Regions from separate parts of the Gossypium hirsutum genome. Here region 1 is linked to region 2. A link is a contact called in public Hi-C data. All regions are on one chromosome and are shown on one strand. Each heading gives the region's core, a stretch centred on a gene start, on an enhancer-like site or on the middle of the called end of the contact. The rest is flanking DNA. Distances are from core to core; before and after follow the strand shown. Region 1 holds the start of LOC121212738. Region 2 holds the start of LOC107922580 (5-amino-6-(5-phospho-D-ribitylamino)uracil phosphatase, chloroplastic).

Evidence for each region. A called contact is a pair of places that touch in the nucleus more often than the background predicts.
Region 1: a Hi-C map of leaf shows a contact between it and region 2, with 2.0 times the contacts expected there. The contact joins the promoter of LOC121212738 here to the promoter of LOC107922580 in region 2.

Annotation. Positions count from the first base shown.
Region 1 is chrA13:49,559,368-49,564,644 of Gossypium_hirsutum_v2.1, reverse strand. LOC121212738 reads left to right here and starts at 3,415. Exons shown (of 2, transcript XM_041086135.1): 1 at 3,415-3,962; 2 at 4,382-5,271. The coding sequence starts at 3,908. The coding sequence ends at 5,055. It overlaps LOC121212739 (a long non-coding RNA gene), which reads right to left and starts at 5,096. Exons shown (of 4, transcript XR_005908115.1): 1 at 4,869-5,096; 2 at 4,705-4,791; 3 at 4,488-4,618; 4 at 1-668.
Region 2 is chrA13:49,145,809-49,150,928 of Gossypium_hirsutum_v2.1, reverse strand. LOC107922580 (5-amino-6-(5-phospho-D-ribitylamino)uracil phosphatase, chloroplastic) reads right to left here and starts at 1,253. Exons shown (of 3, transcript XM_016852672.2): 1 at 1,089-1,253; 2 at 1-643. The coding sequence starts at 559.

The DNA of each region.
Region 1 (5,277 bases), core at 2,166-4,665, 410 kb before region 2:
ACGATTTTCTCCTTAAACCAAAATAATCGAACATTCTTTTAAAATTGAAAACATATAGGATTTAGGTATTAATTAAACGATGAACGTTCTTATTTTCAGGAATTTGAGATCTTATGCCCCAACTTACAGGACATGACTTTTCATCTTGATTGACCCAAAATAAGAAAATCTCCTTCATAAAATTTAATTTAGATAGTGATATTTTCAATGCCTTCAAATAACATCATGTAAGAAGGGATTGTATTTTAAATTCTCTTCGAATCCTTAATTTTCGACGCTAAGACATCAAGTAATCAACTAGGTATCAATTTTGAGCGTTATGAGAGTGCTAATCCTTCCTCATACATAACCGACTCCTGAACTCATTTCCTGGATTCTATAGACTAAAAATCATCATTTTAGTAAATCTACCCCTTTTATTAAAATGACCAAGTTTCGAAGTGATCTAATCACATCTAATAAAAAGAATTGGTGGCGATTCTGTCTTTGTTTTTAAAATAAAAATTTGAGTTTCCAAAAAGGTTTCGACAATGTATATTTACAATTATAATTTTAAATACGTAACAATTTAACACAAATATACCTTTTGAACTTATCAACGCAAAACAACAAAAATTGCAATGTTAGAATAAGAAAATTTCTCTTTTCCACGATTAGTCTACCGACTCCTGAAATAAGCAATAATTTATTTCAAATATCAGCCCAAATACATAATAATAATTCATTTTATGCATATAATTTCTTTATTGACATTTTTCACAATTACCCTCAACTTTTACTTTTTATTCAATTTAGTCCTTAATATCAAAGCAAGCTTATTTTCACAATTAACCCATAAACACATATAACCAAATTCTTAAACATCCATACTCAGCCCTATAATATTGAAATTTACAAGAAAATCATGCCTTAAGCTTAAAAACTATACAAAATCACTTTACAAAATAGTTCTATTTCAACATCAAGCTTTAAAATCTATCATCTCCTATCAAAAACATCTAAAATTCATCAATGGCAGTTTTAAAATCTTTAACAGTTTTGAAAATGAAGATGCAAGTTAGCTAAATCTAATTTTAACGATCTCAAAAATATAAAAATTACGAAAACCGACCTTAAATGACTTACCATGCATATGCCGATTGTTGAAACTTCAAAATGGTTCGGTGTTTTTTTTTAAGGTTCGGCCATGAAAGAAATAAAAATGGGAAGATGATCTTTATTTTTTTATTTGTTTTATTTTTTACTTCAATAATTAATAAAACAAAGCCATAATTCAAATTCTACCGTCCACTGTTACTAAAATGTGGTAAATTTCCACTTAAAACTTTATATAATTCCTAATTAAGCCTTTGAATTAATAAAATTCAATAATAATCAAGTTTTACGTCTTTTATGATTTAGTCTTTTTTTCATTAATTAACTAACCAAACATTAAAATCTCGAAACGAACATTCACATACTAATATAATAACTCCATAAATATTTAATAAAAATATTTACAAACTCGATTTATAGAAACAAAAACCCCGATATCTCATTTTTCAAAATCACTTAACTTTTGGGACAAATCAGTTATCTTTAACTAATTACTAATTCAATAAAATCAATTAAATCATGTTTTAATATACCACTATTTTTAATTTGTAAATATTAAATAGATAATATTTATTGACTTACTTATTGAAATTATGGTCCTAAAACCTCTGTTTCCAACATCACCATGAAGCTAATCAGTGGCATTTTAGATTCGAGGTAGTTTGGCTTTTGGAAGAATCGTGTGAATCAGAGGTTATGAAACTTTAGGCCGAAAGCTCAGGTGATGTTCCAAGCAGATTGAAGGCGATGGGAGTGGGCCCTGATACATGGTTCAAGCAAATAAAAAAAAGAAGAGGGCCTTGACAAAAAAGGATCTCGAAAAAAAAATTAATAAAGCTGAATGAATCCCATCCAACTAATGAGGTTTTGGGTGACATTGTGGATATTAAATTAGCCCTAAATTTGGAGGCAGGTCAGGAGGAGCTCTATTGGGAACAATGAGTAAGAGCAAACTGGATGAAAAATAGGGACCGAAACACAAATTTTTTCCACAAAACTGCAATAGAGAGAAGACAGTGGAACAAAATGGAGAATCTTACAGATGTTGATGGAAATAATTATGAAAGTAATGTGGAGTTGTTGTCGTAGGCCACACATTATTTTGATTCCCTGTTCACCTCAAATGGAATTGGGAATCCAGAATTTTATTTTGGAAGGAGTTGAGTTATGCATATCTCAACCAATGAATGAGGACGTTGAGAGAGAATTTTCTTACGAGGAGGTGTGTTTGGCTTTAAAATCTATGAATCCTCTAAAGGCTTCTGGAGAGGATGGATTAGATGCGGTTTTTTACCAAAGGTTTTGACATATTATGGGCAAAGAGGTGGCGGATTTCTGTATCGAGACATTGAATGGGATTCACAATATTGCTGACATAAACCGAACAAGAATTGTCTTCATTCCTAAGGTTAGTTGCCCTCGTCTTATGGCTCAATTTAAGCCAATTAGCCTTCGTAATATTCTCTATAAAATTATTTCAAATATGCTAATGAATCGATTCCAAAAGGTTCTTCATTATTGTATAGACGGGGCACAAAGCGCTTTTGTCCCAAGGAGGCTTATCACTGAATGTACTAGCTGCTTATGAAGTTCTGCATTCTATGAAGAAGAAATGGATAGGGAGAGAGGGATCTTTTGCTTTAAAACTCGATATGAGTAAAGACAGAGTGGAGTGATCTTTCATCAATGTTACACTTCGAAAAATGAGTTTTTCAGATTGATGGGTTCGCAAAATTATGATATGTGTGGAATCGGTCTCTTAGTGGCTATGAATGGGCAATTTATTTTTTCCTTCACGGGGACTTCAACAAGGGAACCCACAGAGTCCTTATTTATTCCTCATTTGCAAGGAAGGATTATCGACTCTCCTCCGAATGGCTGCTACAAGTGGTGATCTTAAGGGTATACGAATTAACGGAGATGCTCCTCTTATCACTCACTTATTTTTTGCAGATGATAGTCTTATTTTCGAAGACGCAACATCTGATAGGGCTAGGGCGCTTAAAGATAATTTGGAGATTTATGTTCATAGTTCGGGTCAATTAATAAACTTTGATAAATCTGGAGTGTTTTTCAACTCTAATGTTAAGCAGAATAGTAAAGAAAGGGTTTGTCAAATCTTGGAGGTCAACTCAAGTATCAACCCAGAAAAATATCTTGGCCTTCCTTCAATTGTAGGGTGAAACAAAAATGAGGCTTTTAGGGAGATAAAAGGAAAGTTGATTAAAAGGGTTTCTAGCTGGAGTTCGATAATGCTTTCGGTGGGTGGGAGGGAAGTGTTAATCAAAGTTGTTTTGCAAGCCATCCCTATGTATGCAATGGCTTGTTTCCTACTTCCGACGTCTTTTTGCAAGGATTTAGAAGTCGTTATTGCTAGATTTTGGTGACAGAAGAAAGCAGGGAGGAATGGTTTGCATTGGTGTTCTTGGAAAGCTCTATCTGTTCCAAAAGAAGAAGGTGGGATGGGGTTCCGTGACTTATCCAAATTCAATATTGCTTTATTAGCAAAACAAGGTTGGAGATTACTGGAAAATCCTGGATCATTAACAGCACAGTTGATCTGTGCGAAATATTGCAACGGGTCGAATTTTCTGGAGGCCTCTTTGAGCGCAAATCCATCACTTTTGTGGAGAAGCATTTCGGGCGCTAAAGGTTTTTTAAAATCTGGGCTGAGATGGAGGATAAGGTCGGGGAGTTCTGTATCAATCTGGCAGGACTATTGGTTACCAGGAAAAAACAGAATCCTAATTACAACGAATAGGGTAGCAGGCATGGAGTGTGTCAGTGATCTGATTCTGCATAATCCAAATAGATGGAACCGCGAATTAATCTACTCAACATTCATGGAAGAAGAAGGAAATTTAATTGTGAGTATTCCTCTACCTATTACTAATCAATCTGATAACGTAGTATGGTCCAGTGAAAAATCGAGCGTCTATTTAGTAAAAAACGAATATAAAATTCTCATTGAGCCTTCTAAATTTGAGTTCAGCAGAGAAATATACTTTCAAGCAAATTTGGAGTTTAGCATGTCCATAAAAAATTCGCATTTTAGTATGGAAATTTGCGAAAAATTATATTCCCACATTTCAGAATTTACATTTTAGAAGAATAATGACAGATAATAGATGTCCGCGTTGTTAGGATTGCAGTGAATCTTCTACCCATGTTGTTCGTGATTGCTCTTTTGCTTTGGAAGTTTGGTTAAAAATAAATTATCTGTGGTCGAATTCAGTAGCAGTTTTGTGTTTTACCGATTGGTTAAACTGGCTCTTTGAAAATTCAGCCAGTGACAGGAAAGATGAAATTGCAATTACAATTTGGGCACTTTGGTTTTCTCGCAACAAATTCGTTCATGAACAAAAGATGCAAAGCATAGAAGAAGTGGTTACCTTTATCAGGGGCTTCAGTAGGGAGTTTCGGGGGATATCGTCAATTTTACAGCATCCCAGACCAAGAGATTTGAATAAATGGGTGCCCCCTCTTCCGAATTGGGTCAAAATTAATGTTGATACAGGCTTCTCTGCAGCAAGACAACATGCAGCATCAGGTTTTATTATAAGAAATGATGAATGGCTCATTATGGGCTCAGGGTTTAAAACTCATAACCTGGTTAGATCGGTGGTGTTGGATGAAGCGACGGTTGTCCTTCACGGACTACAGTTTGCGCCGGAGATGGGCTTTTCGAACGTTATTCTGGAAAGTGATTCTAGACTAGTTATTCAAAATCTCCAATCGTCAAAAGAAGATTATTCGGAGATTAGACCCCTTACCTGGGATGCGAAGGCTCTAGCAAGGAATTTTTCCTCATGCATATTCGAATTTGTTGCAAGAGACTGGAACTCTGCGGCGCATGCAATGGCAGTCGAAGGGTTGAAAAGATTTGAAGACTTTTTCTGGGTTGAAGACGCTCCAGTAACAGCTTTGGAAATGGCAGATTCTGACCAACGTTTCAATTGACCACCATAGCCTTTTCTTCTGCTCTTTAAAATTCCGGGTTGAGAATTTTGACACGCCATAAGTAAAACTCAACTCCCCTTCTTGTCTGGTTGTTCAGATCACCAGATTTTGGAGGATTTGGCCGTTTTGTAATAGCTGGCAACCGAAGGGACTGGAAGGTATTTTTGGATTACGTTGGGTTTTGTTTTCTTTTTCTGTTCTGTTGAAACATTACAGGCTTTG
Region 2 (5,120 bases), core at 4-2,503:
AGCACAAAACTTCCGAAATTGCTTGCTCATTTTTCATCCCTTCTATTCTTCTGAGGATAAAGGCAGGGGGAGGAGATTTTCCTTCTTCCTCAGCAAGAGCCAGCCAGGCTTGCTTCTCAAGCTGAGGATTATCTTCAACTATAACTCCTTCCCATTCAAATAAAGCGCCTAACCAACCACAGCCCATCCTTTCTTGTCGAAGCAAGGGATTGTGTAAAGAAGGATTATCAGCTCTATTCTCCGGCGACCATAAGCGAGGCTTTTGCTCTACACTAGTATCAAGCAGATAACTCCAGTTTCTTGGTGCTTTTCCTTCATATGCATAAACCTCTTTTGTCAGCTCCATTGCAAGCGCCTTGATGGATGAATTAACTAACCTTTCCACTCTCAATCTTGGCGAAGGAGGAACAACGATCGTTTTGCCAATAAATTCTTTGAAAGGAGACAGGCAGTTACTCAAAGATTTTTGTTTGCAGGAGACATCCCTAGCGGAAAATCTTCCACATAAAGGGCGGTGTCCAAGAAGTGAAGTTGTTGCAATCGACTCTACCATCACCATGTTTAAACAAAACAGGTAGCAATATCTACACCCCCAAACTATATCTTAATAAGATCTTATTTACGCTTCAAATCCCTGTGAACTCTGCTGAATCGAAAGAAACGATTGAGATTAGATAACAAAGATTCAAACTTTCGTCAAGATACATCCAATTCTCCCATCAGCCATCCAGATAAACCCTAAAACAATTTACTAAAAACACCAAGCTATTGTAAGAACGCTGCACGAAGAAAACCCTAAAGTGATTCTTTATCACCAAAAATAAAGGCGAATAATTAAAACAACTTTGTCAAATTAAAAATCTCAATCATAAAAATTAAAAATAAAAATAAAAACAGAAGAAAGAAGTCCTCTTTTAAGGAAAATGAAAGATGACCCATTAACGTTAAACAACGGCATATTAAAAAGAAGCACAGACAGAAAAACGCTGAAAATATCCAACAATCAACAAAAAAAATTAAAAATAATTCAGCTCAAATGACATGTAAATAGAGAATAAATATGAAAATGAAAGAAGCAGCTGAAGAACCTCGGAAGGAAAGAGTTGTTGACGAAAGATGCTACGGCTGTTATGACAAAGAGAGAGAATAGATTCTCCTCCTAAGAATAATTTGTCAATCTCCTTTCCTCTTGTACTTGTTAAAGAAGAAAAAAGATTTTACTATTTTTATTTTCTTAGAAATTACTTTTTCGGTGTGTGGTTTGAAATAAATAAATTTATGGAAGGAAAAGAAGACCGGTGATGGCCGTGGAAGAGTGTCAACGGTTCAAAGTGGGATCCACTTTTTAGACTTGCAAATTGTAATCATCTCTTTTGCTACGTGGTTTCAACGGACCATTTTCATTTCACTTAAAAAACTGTTTTTGATTAGCTCGTCCCAGCCAGCCACATTTTCCGAACAGTTTCATGTCCCATTCGTATTCCTCTTTTTTTAAAAAATTAAGGTTAATGTTCCCTAAAATTTATCTGAATGAGTAATATGAAATCTGTACCAAAATATTTCAATGTAATATTTGAAATTTTGTGTCATAATATGTCCCAAGACAAGTGGCGAAGCTAGGGGCTGACATGGCCCCGGCCCCGACTCCCTAAAATATAAAATTATTATTTAGACTCTTAAAATTTTTTAAAAGTTTTAAATTAGTAAAGGTAAAATTATATTTTGATTCTTTTAAAATTATAAAAATTTAATTTAATTCTTTACAAATTATAAAGATATAAACTATAAAAAATTAAAATTTCATTCGGCCCTTCTTAAATATTATTCTGGCTTTGCCCCTGCTAAAAAACTTAACTCTGTTAAAATTTTGAGTTGATATGCCATTATTCATTGGTGCAAGTTTTTGTCTATTTTGTGTATATAATTTTGGTTGGAGATTTTTAGGAGATTGTGCAACAAATTAGACCTGCTTTTTGTTACCTGGAAGGAAACTAATATTTTCTTATCTTAATATTTTCCATGCTCTAATGGTAATTGATATGAGCAAAACCTTAATGATAATATTTTATCTTTTACAAGTTAGATGCGCATGTACTTAATTTCTTATATATATTGAAGCTTTGTTGTTCCGGTGAGAGTAAATCTGAAAAAACAAATTATGATACTCGAGATAATCTCTTAATAACATGACAAGCAAACTGATCATGGGAGAAATAAGAATGACTAGATCAAGCCCTAGAATGACTAAATCAAGCCCTTCACCATGCCCAAGACAAAGCCCAAGCCTAAGGCTCTCCACTACTTCAATCTCTATTTGCAAGTGGTTCTTGCAAATGGGTTTAATGCATTTCTACATATGTAACACTTCAAAATTTGAAATTAGGGATTAATTTGTTAAATGCATAAATTCTAGGGTTTTATTGTGAAATGATGACAAATATGGGTTGTTTCAAGCTCCCTTGCATGTTTAGTTAACATGGATTTTTATTAAAATGGTTAGATTTTAAGTTATTAGTCTAAGGACTAAATTGTGAAAAAATTAAAATTTTAGGGGTAAAATAATAATTTTGCATAAATATGAACTATGGATTAAATTGAATACTATAAGTTTTAAAGGGATTGAAATTTTCTATTTAGATCAAGATAGACCATGTTCAGACCTAGATCAAGGCAAAGCAAAAGCTTCAGAATAGCTCGATTTAACTTCTACGCCCTAGTCGTCAAGGTAAGTTCGTATAATTGGTTATCGAATTAAAGCTATTTCAAATCATATGTTATTATGTTATTTATAATGCGAATTGATCGATGTATAAACAAATCAATGCTATGACGGTTATTGAGTCTCGATTGAACCTTAGGAATTCGCAGGATACAAATGACATGTCATTAGGGATTTCATGTTTCGAGTGCTGGTCTTAAATGTCCTATCGATGGCTGAGGTACTGTATTTGTTGCAGATACTCCACAGCTCATATGAGCAGCATCGTGTAGCTTACATTCTGACCCACAGTGTAACACCCCTTACCCGTATTCAACGCCGGAACAGGGTACGAGGCATTACCAGACTTAAACACAAGTAAACATACAATTTCGAGCCATAAATTTGGCATCAAATTAAATCTTTTTACAATTAATCATAAAGTCCCTATTACGAGCCTACGAGGCCCAAAACATGCATTGGAGGTGGTTCGGGACTAAACCGAGAAATTTAGAAAATTTTACAACACTTAGAAATTTTTTTGCCTAAACAGGGGTCACACGCCCTTGTGGCTTGGGGTACGCCCATATGGGCAGGCCGTGTAGTCACACATGCCCTTGTCCCTAACCCGTGTAACTTTCTTTTTGTCACCTAAGAAAAAATTGAAGTCACACGGCTAAGACACGTGCCTGTGTCCCGAGGCCTTGTCCTTTACACAGGGGACACACGCCCGTGCCTCTGCCCGTGTGCTCAATTCTGAGCATTCTATTTTGCAACAAATTTAGGTGCAGGGGACATGGCCAAATCACACGTCCATGGGGCTGACCATGTGTCACACATAGCCTAGACACATGCCCATGTGTCTACCCGTGTGGACTATAATAAGGCTATTTACCAAGCCATTGGCCACCCTTATTCACACATACACTTACCCTAATTCAAAGGCACAAAACAATACATACTTAGGCAACCAAAACATCCACATTCATGGTTAAAACATATCAACTTTATATCTTTATCTAACATATTAACTACATTTATTAAGCCCTAAATCAAACATACAAATCTCACATTCATTAGGTTTTATTCAATTACTATCTAGTTACCAAATTATACTCAAATTCATCATCTCATCAATAGGTCACAATTCCAAACATTACACAATTATGCCATAAATCACATTTCCAAATATTTCATATTCACCAAGTATATCATGATCATATCACCATAGATATTGACACATATATGAATATTCTTAGGTTACAACCATGTTGCCACTATAAGCCAACTTACACGGCCAAATAGAAAAACAAGCCTTTGACGATTACAAGCCATTACATTGGCTAAAATCATATGACGTATATAACAAAATGACCAAGTCCATATACATGCCATAACTCAAAATACTTGAATTTATCAATACCCAAAATGATAGCTTGATAGTGTGATAGGATCTCCGGCGATCTCCAACTCGAGCTAGCTTGACGGCACTATAAAACATGGGAAAGGAAGGGGGTAAGCTATATAGCTTAGTGAGTCCGTATGAAAATAATAAACAACTCTTACCAATCATTTACCAAGTCCAATAATATAAACACAAGATAATATAAATTGCATTAAAACCCACAGTTATAACTTATTCAGTCACATTATTTGCTCTATCAATTTGCAAGCATAATTTAACATGTCTTGACATTAGCCTAACAATCGTAATCTTTCCATTATAACAGATTACCACAATCAACCAATCATTTCAAACCTCATAATAACATGCACATTAATAATGAGTATTCACATTTCAAGCATATATTTTAACATCTTTCAATTATTTAAAGCTCATATCTTCCCATAATCATTTTAATAGGCAATTATGCCAATCTTTCCTCTTTCTCATATTCGACGAATCACAATTCGTGTGAATAAAACATGTTATATCATAACTCAATTTGGCCTGGAAACCAATTACACAATCGCCAACCGAATTTACCATGTATTTCATACATCACAAATATAGACCAATAATCACAAGGCTTTCACAAAAACATTCTCATGAAAACCATGAATTCACAATATCATGAAGTCAATGCTTATAAACTTTATGTACATACCTATACTAATTCGTAATACTTACATGCTCTTTTTCTTCTTTGACATACCCATTAAATTACCTATTGAACCACTTGGAATACTAAAGGGTACTCGGGAATCGCGTACTCACAGTACCGTACCAATGCCATATCCTAGTTATAGTCTTACATGTAATCTCGTATCAATGCCAATAGCCCAGCTATGGTCTTACACAAAGTCTCATATCGATTCCATATCCCAGATATGGTCTTACATGTAGTCTCATATTGGTGCCATATCCCAGATATGGTCTTACACGTAGTCTTAGTAACCCTAATGTCATGACATTTATATC